Regions from separate parts of the Sus scrofa genome. Here region 1 is linked to region 2. A link is a contact called in public promoter capture Hi-C data. All regions are on one chromosome and are shown on one strand. The core of a region is the stretch at or near the end of the contact, and the rest is flanking DNA. Distances in the headings are between cores, read along the strand shown.

What was found. Promoter capture Hi-C pulls out the DNA fragments that hold promoters and counts their contacts.
Region 1: a promoter capture Hi-C map of fetal liver shows a contact between it and region 2, with 3 times the contacts expected there. The contact joins the promoter of KCNK17 here to the promoter of SAYSD1 in region 2. A contact is called at or near these places in 2 of 5 promoter capture datasets (fetal liver and fetal skeletal muscle) and 1 of 47 Hi-C or Micro-C datasets (epiblast stem cells).

The regions. Positions count from the first base shown.
Region 1 is chr7:34,722,996-34,728,338 of Sscrofa11.1, forward strand. It overlaps KCNK17 (potassium channel subfamily K member 17), which reads right to left and starts at 4,000. Exons shown (of 6, transcript XM_021098659.1): 1 at 2,894-4,000; 2 at 2,752-2,891. The coding sequence starts at 3,023. It overlaps KCNK16 (potassium channel subfamily K member 16), which reads right to left. Exons shown (of 5, transcript XM_021098660.1): 5 at 4,776-5,343. The coding sequence ends at 5,128.
Region 2 is chr7:34,551,735-34,557,042 of Sscrofa11.1, forward strand. SAYSD1 (SAYSvFN domain-containing protein 1) reads right to left here and starts at 3,852. Exons shown (of 2, transcript XM_021098658.1): 1 at 3,547-3,852. The coding sequence starts at 3,753. LOC102157750 (a long non-coding RNA gene) reads left to right here and starts at 2,505. Exons shown (of 4, transcript XR_297198.3): 1 at 2,505-3,664.

The DNA of each region.
Region 1 (5,343 bases), core at 2,750-5,249, 170 kb after region 2:
GCGCTTCCCCTGCTCACTCTTATTTTTGCAACAAGGTGCCGGTCAGGCCCTGCACATGGGGTATTAGGGGACCTGAAGATGTCCCCAGTGGGACAGTGACACTTAATTAACCCCGATCCAATGCAACTTTAGGCATGAAGGCAGTGCAGCTGCAGGGTCATGGGCAAGATACCCAACTTCTCTGTGCCTCTGTCTCCTTCTCTGTAAAATGGAAATACTAAGGGCACCCACTTCTTAGGTTATTGAGGGTTTAACGACGTGTGAGGTGTGAAGACTTAGAATAGTACCTGGAACATGGGAAGGGTTAGCAGTTGCCATCAGCATCATGATTACAACTATAATGCTGTAGGAATGGAGAGAAGTACTCGCTCTGATGGGGGTAGGGGCAGAAGGCTTCATGGAGGGGGTGATGTTTTAGTGGTACTTCCTGGAAGTGCAGAGAGGACCATTCCTGGTGGGGGACATTTAGGTAAGTGCGGCCTCAGGAGCAAAAGCTGGGAGGAAGGACTGTGCCTGGGAGGTAGAATAAGGGCGTCTGAAAGGTAGCCATGCTTGGCTCTGCCATGCCAGGGATGGAGGGGCAGGCCTCGCCCAAGGTCTCTGAGAAAAGGGAAGGCAAGCTCAGGTTGGTGGGCTCTGGGGCAGCTGGCAGCATAGAAGATGTTGGCAGACCACACAGGGAGAGAGACCTGCAGGGATGAGTGATGGAGAGGGCCTGGCCTGCATCCTGGCACAGCATGGTCCTGTAGGCACAGAGAGGAGATGTTGAGAACCCAGGCCTCTGGCCCTATTTGGTGTGGGTAGTGAGGGAAGCATCGAAGCTCACCATAAAGCTGTGTGGACATGAGGCCAATGACAGAGACTGAGAACAGGTGAACGAGCAGGGCTGGGCGGAGGAGGCTGCATGCTCCAGACCCTGGCAGGATTTGAGGGCTGCCTTGTGAGGGGAGATCTGGGTTGGAGACCTCACATCCTTATTCCTGGGGATGGTTGAAGCCCCAGGGGGTTGAGGAAGGGGGTGAGGTGGAGGCGGAGCAGGAGGGGGTGGAGGGGATGTGTGCAGAGATGAGGGCCCTGTGGGGAACCTTGGGAAACATCCACATACGCAGATCTGCACTGAGACAGCGCTCGTGGTGGTTGACAGCCTCAGAGCCCTGGCTTTGCATTTGTATTGAACCTCTGAGCCTCCATTTTCCCATCTCTAAAATGGGGGTGGTAATAATGGCACCCACCTGTGAGGTAGGTCGCGATGAAATGAGTGAATGCACTAGGAACAGTGCCTGACACAGTGCGCATGGAAGCATTTCCCATTATTCCCATTCCCATTGCCATCGCCATGTTCCTGGGGCCAGGGACTGGTCATTGAAGTTCACCACCTTTTTCAGGGGAGTGTGACACAGCCCTCAGGGCTAGGCGGTCGGGCTGTACTTGCAGAAGTTTAGAGGCGGGGGTGGAGGTATCACTTTCGGTTCTTAGCTGAGACTGTCCTAACCACAGGGCCAGGTTCCAGGGGTTCAAGGCTCCACCTTGGCTCCAGTGTCCCATCTCTTCCCACCCAACATTCTGTGCCACCTTCTGGGGACTGGCTTTGGGCTGGTGATTCTGGGACACAGGCCTGGCCCTCGCCAGAGGAGGCATGGGGACTGCAGAACAGGGACGTTGGGCTGGGGCACAGCTGTCTGCGCCCGTGGGCCACATGAGGGCCCTGGAAGCTGATGCTTCTGTCACATCTCCCAGTCTGGTGTCGCCTGCCCAGAGGTGAAGGAGACTTCCATCCCTTGTGAGAACCAGCTGGAAAGAACCCCCCAGCCTGCCCTCCTTCCCATTCCTTCCCCTGGTCCACCCTCCAGCACCAGCAGCCTCCGTCCTCTTGGCCTCTGCATTCTCCCACCAGCTGCCCCCTTCAGCTCTTCCAGGTCAGCTGGGGCAGTGCGTCCAGCCTCCATGCCCTAAGACTCGGAGAAAACCGGGTTCAGCCACAAACGTCCCTGTGTCCGCTGCCCTCTTTCTCTCAGACCCGGGTCTGCGTGCTTCCGAGGCCCCAGACCCTGGCACATGCACCTCTGTCCCATTCACTCAGCCGGTGCGGGATGAGGGGTGGGCACAAGCGCGGCTTGCATCCCCTTTCTTCCTGTACGACAAGGGCCCACCGCCTTGCTCATCCTCAGACAACGCCCAGCGCCCTCTGCTGTCCTCGCCCCCAATTCGCAAACTTGCACCTGTGTCTCGTGTGGAAGGGACCAGGGCTGCCCTTTCGCCCTTTGTCCGCGGTCCGACCCCGACGCAGTGCCGTACGGTTCCAGGTCGACCCTCTCTCGCCACCCACCTGCCCAGCCGGCCAGCGCCCGCTGCCCCTACGCTGCCCGGACCGTGTCGGCCCTGCCAGCTCTGGACCAGGTTAGCGCGCCCCCTGTCGTCCTCATCCTACATTCGGATGCGGTAGCCACGCAACTCTCTGGCCGGGTCATGCCCTTTCGTCCCCTAACCCCTGACTCCCCCCGGCCGTGCTGCGCATTCCGCTCGAGGCAGCCGGACTCTTTCCTTCGCGGTCCGTCCCAATTCTTTGGTCCCCACCTGGCAACGCGCGCCCCCGCTCGTCCCCGCGTCTATCCCCTCCACTTTCTTTTGGAGAACTGCTCCCGGTGTTGCCCTGACCGGAGCCACGCTTGCCCTCTCGCCCCCTGCCCGGGCACCCTGTGCTCCCCTGCGCCAGCCCTTCCCCCGCCCCCGAGCGCCCAGGCCGCCCCTGACCCGGATCAGCGAGTCCAGCGCCGGGCCATCCAGACACGTGAAGTTCTGCAGCAGTGTCCACTTGTCGCGCCAGAATCTCCTGCTGGAGTCATGGGCCACGGGGCTCTCCAGAAGCCAGAACACGACGGTGCCCAGGGCCAGTAAGTCAGGTAGGCGAGCAGCAGGAGCAATGTGCCAGGCACTGCACACCCCCGGCCCCCGCCCTCAGGCGCCTCGCGGGCTCTCTGTCTGCATGAAGCGGGAGAGGCGGGGAGGCTGGAGCCCAGAGCCATGGACCAGACCTGCGGTGGACAGGAAGGGCTAGGAAGGAGCTCGGCTGGTCCCTTCTCTAGACAATGCCTGTCGGTGCCCAGTTTTCTCAGTAGGGCAGGCAGTGCCAGGGAATGTGACAGCCTTTCCAATCCCAGGGACAAAAAGGGGCCCCAACGGAGGGTATCTGGCTCCGCCTCACATGTGCAGAGTGTCCCGCCCCCAGGCCCATCTAGGGAGAGGGAAGGGCTGCTGGGTGCCTGCAGGCACTGGAAGAGAAGGGGCCCAGAGGGTCAGAGCTTCCTGTGGGAAGAGTGGGAGGGACTCCTGCAGACCACACTCAGGGGGAAGAGAAAGTAGAAGGCACTCTTTATTGTCCTGGGGCCCCCCGGCCTAAGTCCTTGGACCCTGGGACTATGGCCCAGGACTTGCTGCCTGTCGAGCCCTCCCTGGATCTCTCCCATCACCTTCCTTTCTTTTATGTACCAAAGATGAGGGGCTCCAGCAGATCAGCCCTTGCCCATGAACTTGGGAGGCAAGAGGAGCCTTGCCCAGTGGTCCTGTCCATTCTTTGCTTCTGAAGAGGCCTCCTCACTCTCTCCACCCAGAATGGAGGAAGGGTGCAGGGTATGTAACGAGTCCTGGGGGAGTTCCTTGGTGGTCTAGTGGTTAAAGACTTGGCGTTGTCACTTCTGTGGCTTGGGTTATATCGAAGGCCCAGGAACTTCGGCATGCTGTGGGTGAGATGCCCCAAAAAAGAGTCCTGGGGGTCCTCAGCTTCTCAGGCCTCTCCTCCATATCAGAAAATCCTGGGTGTAACCTGGGTCTTTTGCTGCCCTAGATCCTTCCCTGGGGAGTTCCACCTGGAGCCTCCTGGGCTTCACGGCCTTGCCTTAGTCCTGTCCAGTGGTTCCCGATCCCTTATTGGCCTGTCTTGTTGAGAGAGGTAGGGCCCAGGGTCTGCGGTCCTTGGTGAGGCTGGGCCTCAGGATGCACTGCTGTTAAGTCTCTCCTCTCCTTCTGGCCAGAGATGTCACCTGGCAGACGAGAGGCCAGGCTGTAGAGGGCATTCCTAAGGGAGGCTGGGCTTTCACGCAGCTTGTTTCCTGGAAATCTCCTGGGATCACTGGCTGCCCGTTTCCCCAGGGAGTGTTTGGAAAGGCTCTCCAGAGCCCAGAGGGGTGATGAGGTCAAGGGGTGCCCTGAGGAGGTCAAGGGAGGCCATACCCGGGGACACTCAAGAGTGCCTCAGCCTTGTTCACAGGCAGTGCTAGACCTCTAGGCTAGGGGGCGGGGTTGGGAGCCTCCTGCGGGCAGACATCCTACTTGCTTCAAAATCCCTGCTGGCTGGTCCCCTGGGTGCTCTTCATACCCTGGTCTGACCCCATCATGGGTTTTTGGCTGCTGGGTCCCAGCTGCCTCTCTGCTTGTCTAGCGCTTCCACTCGACTAGATGCTCACGGCGGCAGGGACGTTCCCTGCTGTCTTCCTGGAGCCTGGCGCACAGCGGGGGCTGGTAACACACTGTGCATGTATCAAATGAAGCAAAAGTAAAGCTGCCTTTTGCTGTCCTGTGTAAGGTCTCCTGGGAGCAGGGGGTGGGGAGGCAATGGACGCTATTTGGCCACCATGATCCGCATCTGGATTCTGCTTTTCCAGGTCACTTTTTTTGCTTTTTATTTAGAGCTGTAGGTGCAGCATATGGAAGTTCCCAGGCTAGGGGTCAAATTGGAGCTGCAGCTGCCAGCCTACACCACAGCCACAGCAATGCAAGATCTCAGCCATGTCTGGAACCTACACCACAGCTCAGGCAACACCAGATCCTTAACCCACTAAGCGAGGCCAGGATACTGGTCAGGTTTGTTATCACCAAGTCAACACAGGAACTCTGAGCTTTTCCAGGTCACTTTTGAGGGAGGGGCCCTGGGACAACATCTTGCTCCACACATATCTGTCTCCCATTCTGCCTCTGCATCTCCTTTCTCGTACTTTCTTGGACACGCCTGTCTCCTTGCTCTGTGCTGGGAAGTGAGTGGGTTGCAAAGAAGGAGCTGGGCCAGGATGTCCAGAGGGCACATGGGGTGGGCTGGGGATGCTGGGAGGGGCTCCTGAGGCCACTGGGGGGTCCTCATGCAGAGATGGGAATCTTCTGAGGTCTGGGGAGCCCATCGGTTTCGGGGGCTCCCCCTTCCTTGAGGCCAAGGCCTCTGCTGAGCAGCCAGAGCTGGGAGCACCTGTGAAGAAGCAGGGGGCCCAGTGGGAGGACCAGTGCCAGCCACGCCAGGCCCATGAGGATCCAGATGGCCGCCAAGGTCCTGTACACCGAGATGTAATGCTTGCTGGG
Region 2 (5,308 bases), core at 2,602-5,101:
TTCTCCAGCTTACTGAGCACCAAACTATTTGTCACTCAACTGTCTCTTTTTTCTTGCTTTTTAGGGCTGCACCTGCGGCATATGGAGGTTCCCAGGCTAAAGGTCAAATAGGAGCTACAGCTGCTGGCCTGCACCAGGGCCACAGCAACTCAGGATCCGAGCCACGTCTGCAACCTGCACCACAGCTCATGGCAACACCGGACCCTTAACCCACTAAGTGAGGCCAGGGATCGAACCCGCAACCTCATGATTCCTAGTCAGATTCGTTTCTGCTGTGCCATGATGGAAATCCCCCAAAGCCCTTTCAAAGGCCTTCGTTGGGGATGGTAAGGGGAAGGCTTAGCGAGCAGAAGGAGATGAGGTGAGGGTAGGAGTCTCAAATGAACTGGCAAAGGGAATGAACAAGGGAGAAGGGGGTAAGGGAAATGCCTCTGCCTCATTTGGCATTTGTTTAAGTACCATTTGTTTTCTCTGCTGTAAAAGCTGTGTGTGGAAGCATCCGTGGTCACCACAGCATCACTGTGGTTTAAGGAGGGCACTTCTGTTCCTCCAATACCAAGCTGCCTCCCACCTCAGGGCCTTTGTACCTGTGGTTCCCTCTGAGAGGAAAGGCCCTTCCCCTCACACTACCTGGCTAGCCCCCTCTTCTACAAACCTCAGCAAAAAGTCCCCACATGTGCCCTTGGCCTTGGCCCAGGTTTCTGCAAGAGTGGCTCCTTCTTAGGAAAATGGTGAAGTCACCTCCTCAATGAGCCCCCCTGCCCCCCCAGTTTAAAGTGGCACTTTGCACCCCCCAATCCAGTATCACAGCACCCTGGTTTCTCCCCCTTCTATGGCATTCATCATTCTGTTGTTTAATTTCCCCTGCCTCCCCAACTCAGAGGCAAAGTCTGTGACAGCAGGGGTTTGTCTTCATCACACTGTCTCCTGGCATATATAGGACAGTAACTGGAACACGGTAGGCATTACTGCAGCATTTTACTGAATGAACAAATGATGGTGAGGGTAAGGGAGAAATTAAAAGCTGACTCCCAGGAGTTCCCGTCGTGGCTCAATGGAAACAAATTTGACTAGTACCCATAAGGACGCAGGTTCAATCCCTGGCCTTGCTCAGTGGGTTAAGAATCCAGCGTTGCCCTGAGCTGTGGTGTAGGTCGCAGACGTGGCTTGGATCTGGTGTTGCTGTGGCTGTGGCACAGGCCTTCGGATACAGCTCCAATTTGACCCCAGCCTGGGAACCTCCATATGCTGCAGGTAGGGCCTTAAAAAAACAAAACAAAAAAAAAAAAAGAAAAAGAAAAAACCCACACCTGACTTTTTGATTTATGGGGGTGTTGCAAAGGCTGTGCTTGGTCAGGTGATGTCAAGGAAGGGAGCAATTGAGCAGTGGGCCCACCTGAGCCAGGGCTTGGAGGGGAGGAGTTGAAGGATGAGTGTGGGCAACAGACTTGGGGGCTAGATGGTGCACTGGGGGCTGGTGTGGGAGGGGCCTGGGGAGGGAAACAAGGGAGGTGGGGGTCGGTGGGTTTAAAAAAAAAAAAAAATTACAGGCATTTTTGACCCAATGTGGTAGAAGCTTGTCACAGAAAGAAGTATTTTAGGGGATTGGTTTTCCCTGAGCTAAATCTGAGAATGAGGGGAGGAGGAGTGGATGCTTCCTTATCAATGGCCAGCAAAAAGAAGGATTTGCAAATAGATTTGCTAAAGAAGTCTCCGACAAGCCGCTGTGTGCCTCCAAAATTATGAGGTAGAGATTGTAAATTAGAAACAAAACAATTTAATGAGAATTTCACACCAGAGCAAACCTAGGAATGATAACTGAGTCAATGAAAATGAGCTTAAGATAGAGACCCTTATGAAAAAACAGAGTAATTGATAAGAAGCGCTGGAGATCCAGCATTTCTTCTCATCCTCTTGGTCAGGCCATCAGCTTTTGGACTTTTAATAATGGAAATTTTCTCCAAGTTCAGCTTCTCTAGAACCAACTCAGTGATCTCATATTCCTTTGGAAATGAGACATACAGTCAAATACTTATTGTGTGGGCTAGATACTGTTTTGTAACTGCAGGGAGGGAAAGGGGTAAGGAAAAGGATTCTAAAATCTAAGACATTGTGCTCAGTGAATTCAAATCAACAATAAAGTCAACCAGAGGCAAACTACATGCAAGGAAATGGATTGATTAAACCCTGCTGCACACTCTCTTTCTGCAAGTCAGTTGGAAACTTGCATGTCATGGAGAATAATATCTAATCCAAACTGGGTAACAGTGAGTTGTCCTTGATTTACAAAAAAATTTTTTTAAACCTGGAGTTCCTGACATGGCTCAGCGGAAATGAATCTGACTAGGATCCATGAGGACACAGGTTCGATCCCTGCCCTCGCTCAGTGGGTTAAGGATCCGGCATTGCCATGAGCTTTGGTGTAGGTCACAGACGAGACTCAGATCTGGTGTTGCTGTGGCTATGTTGTAGGCCATCAGCTACAGCTCCGATTTGATCCCTAGCCTGGGAACCTGCATGTGCTGTGGGTGTGGCCCTAAAAAGACCAAAAAAATAAATTGTTAAAACCATATGTGGTGCAATTTATCATTTAACACTATGAATGAACTTGAGAGAAGTAATTATAAGAGGAGTCAGGTGCACTTCTCCTCCAATACATTTTAATTTTCAAAAGGCATTTTTAGTTCTTATTGCACTTGAGGTACAAAGGCCTTGCCACACACTGCCTCACAGCGCTGATTTCCCCTTGATGTTTTATCCTGTATTTCCACATAGATACTCCAATTTCACATGCAAGTCACCTAGCCACTTCCCTCATGAGTGAAAACGGTGAAGATACAAAGAGATGTGAATGAGAGATTACCAAAGAATCACAAGGTGAAAAGGCTGTCATACAATCTATAAATTGTTTTTGCCTTGAACACTTGTTAAACTGGAATAGACAAGTACATGCCACCACCGGCAATTACAGTTACCGCACTTTGGCAAGTTTTCTATTCAAATGCCATTTCTAAAGCGCAGGCTATTTGGGCGACTGGTTGCATGTGGCCCAGGTGAGAAATCAAATGATGCCTTAATTACTGCCACTTTTTATCAGTATCCAATTAGACCTTTTACCCTCCATTAGCAGAGGGCTGTGTCTCAACACGGTTATGGAGAGGTTTCCCAAAGCCACCGAGCGCACAACGATAACTCAACTCGCTATGAATAGCTCAAGGGCAGAGGTGCTTTCTTCCAGGTCCCTAGACCCTCGCTTCCCACCCAGGGTCGGAGCGGCGTGGGTTGCCGGCTGGAAAGAAAATGTCAAAGCCACTTATCAGCGCCATAGGAGTGGCTGGAGACGCGAGGCCACGCCCCTGAGATGGTGCGTGGTGCCGCAGCCCCGCCCCGCCAGCAAAGGCGCCACAGGAAAGCAGTGGGGGGCGTGGCCTGCGTACCACCACGTGGTGTCGGGGGCGGGGCCTCGGCCAAAGTTGTCCCCAAGGCCAAGTCGGCTGCCCTGAAGCCCGGTTCGCGGGGGTTGGGGCGAGGCTAACTTCCTCTCACCTGCGTGAGGCTGGGCTGGGTCTGGGCACTCGCGGGCCTCGGTTTCCACGCCAAGAACCGTTTGAGCCAGCCTGGGGCTGCCTTTGGAGTCGCAGCTGCTTCCGCCTTCTGTCCTGAGGTTTGTGCACTCTGACTCGAAGTGGTGGGTTCGGCCGCCAGCCCTGCTCTTTTCCGGGTCGCCCGGAACTCAGCTAACCGCTGCTCCATGGCGCGCGCCCGGTTTCCCGCGCACCCGGGCGCGCGCGCCCGCCCGCAAGGCCCCTGTCCCCGCTTTGCCCGGCGCTAGGCAGCTGTGCGCCTGCGTAGCGGTGGCTCTCTGCTGCGCGTGCGCGCTTGGGGACCGGGACTCAGAGTGCGCTAGGTTTGTGACGTTCCTTAGGCTCTTGGGTACAGCTGGTTGTCCCCTCCAAACGTGTAGACGCGGTGTTCGCCTCCTGAGGCTATGTCGTTAAGACTCCAAAGCATAAAGACTGTCTCATTGTTCCCCTCTCTTGCCCCAAGCTAAGCTCTGCCGTACTCCACATCACTTTGGGGATCTGCTCCCTAACAGGGGTGGCATCCTCTAACAGTCAGGCACCAGACTGAGAAGGTGGTCCCAGGTTGTTGAAGAGGCCCATGATCTGTGGGAGGTTCCGGTGGCAGAAGAAAGGCAGGATACAGCCTACGCTTTTCCTTTTGATGGGTCTGCCATCCTAGCTCCTTGGACGGTGGCTTTCTCGCTGCTCACTTGGCAGGCAGGCTGTGCAGACCTCTCATTGCTCTGCCTCGTTGGAAACTACCGCTAATATGACTAGGTAGGCCACAAACTTAAAGCAAAACAAAACAAAACCTTTTGAGGGTGCAGCTTAAAATACACAAACCTTAAGTGTTAGAGTCAATAGGTTTGGACTTATGTGTATACCTATATATAACTGCTACCCAGATAAAGAACGTTTCTAGTACACTGAGGGCTCCCTCGCGCCCACTCCCAATCACTATTCACCCAAAAGGTCACAGTCGGGGTCAGGGACTATTAGATTTTTAAAGCTCTAGGCATGGAGCTAAGTGCCATTCACATAATTGAGACTCAGAGACTTGTTGAGTTTGAGTCAAGAAACTAGATGAACTAGAATGGAGTCTTTCATTCATGTAGCGAATATTTACCAGGAGCCTGCTGTGTGTTAAGTATGGAACCAGGCACCAAGGGTGGTGGGTGAAGGAAGGAAACCCTTGTTTTCATAGTGCTTAACATTCTAAATGGAAAGACAAATGCATAATTCAGTGCCAAGACCAGCTCAGCAGGATGGGGCTGAAGAATGGGTGCTATGGAACTTAAGGAAAAAAAGTTAACATAAAACAAGACACAGAGACATTTATCTTAAGTAAAGGCGGGAACCGGGGGACTCAAGTTCTCAGGGACCAAGATCCCTGCCTCAAGAAACCACACTGCTTTTATTGTGCTCTTGAGAATTACCTCAAGTGAAAAGGGGGTTGTAGGTGCAGGATATAGGGGTTTTTTTATTATTTTATAAGTTTTTTTATTATTTTAAAAGTCACTTCGCTGGTAGATGGTTAAACTTTTACTCTAAACTTTAGGCATTTAAGAATCATTAGCATTTGAGTTAGCTATCTATGCATAGCATTTCAGAGAATCCTCACTGTGCTTCTGCAAACGTATGCCTATTTGTGGCAACCCTGTGTGCCTAGGTTTGCACCTTGGTTCTCTTTCCTAATGCATATTCTGTTAACGACCACTCATAAACCACTTGGCCATGAGGATGCT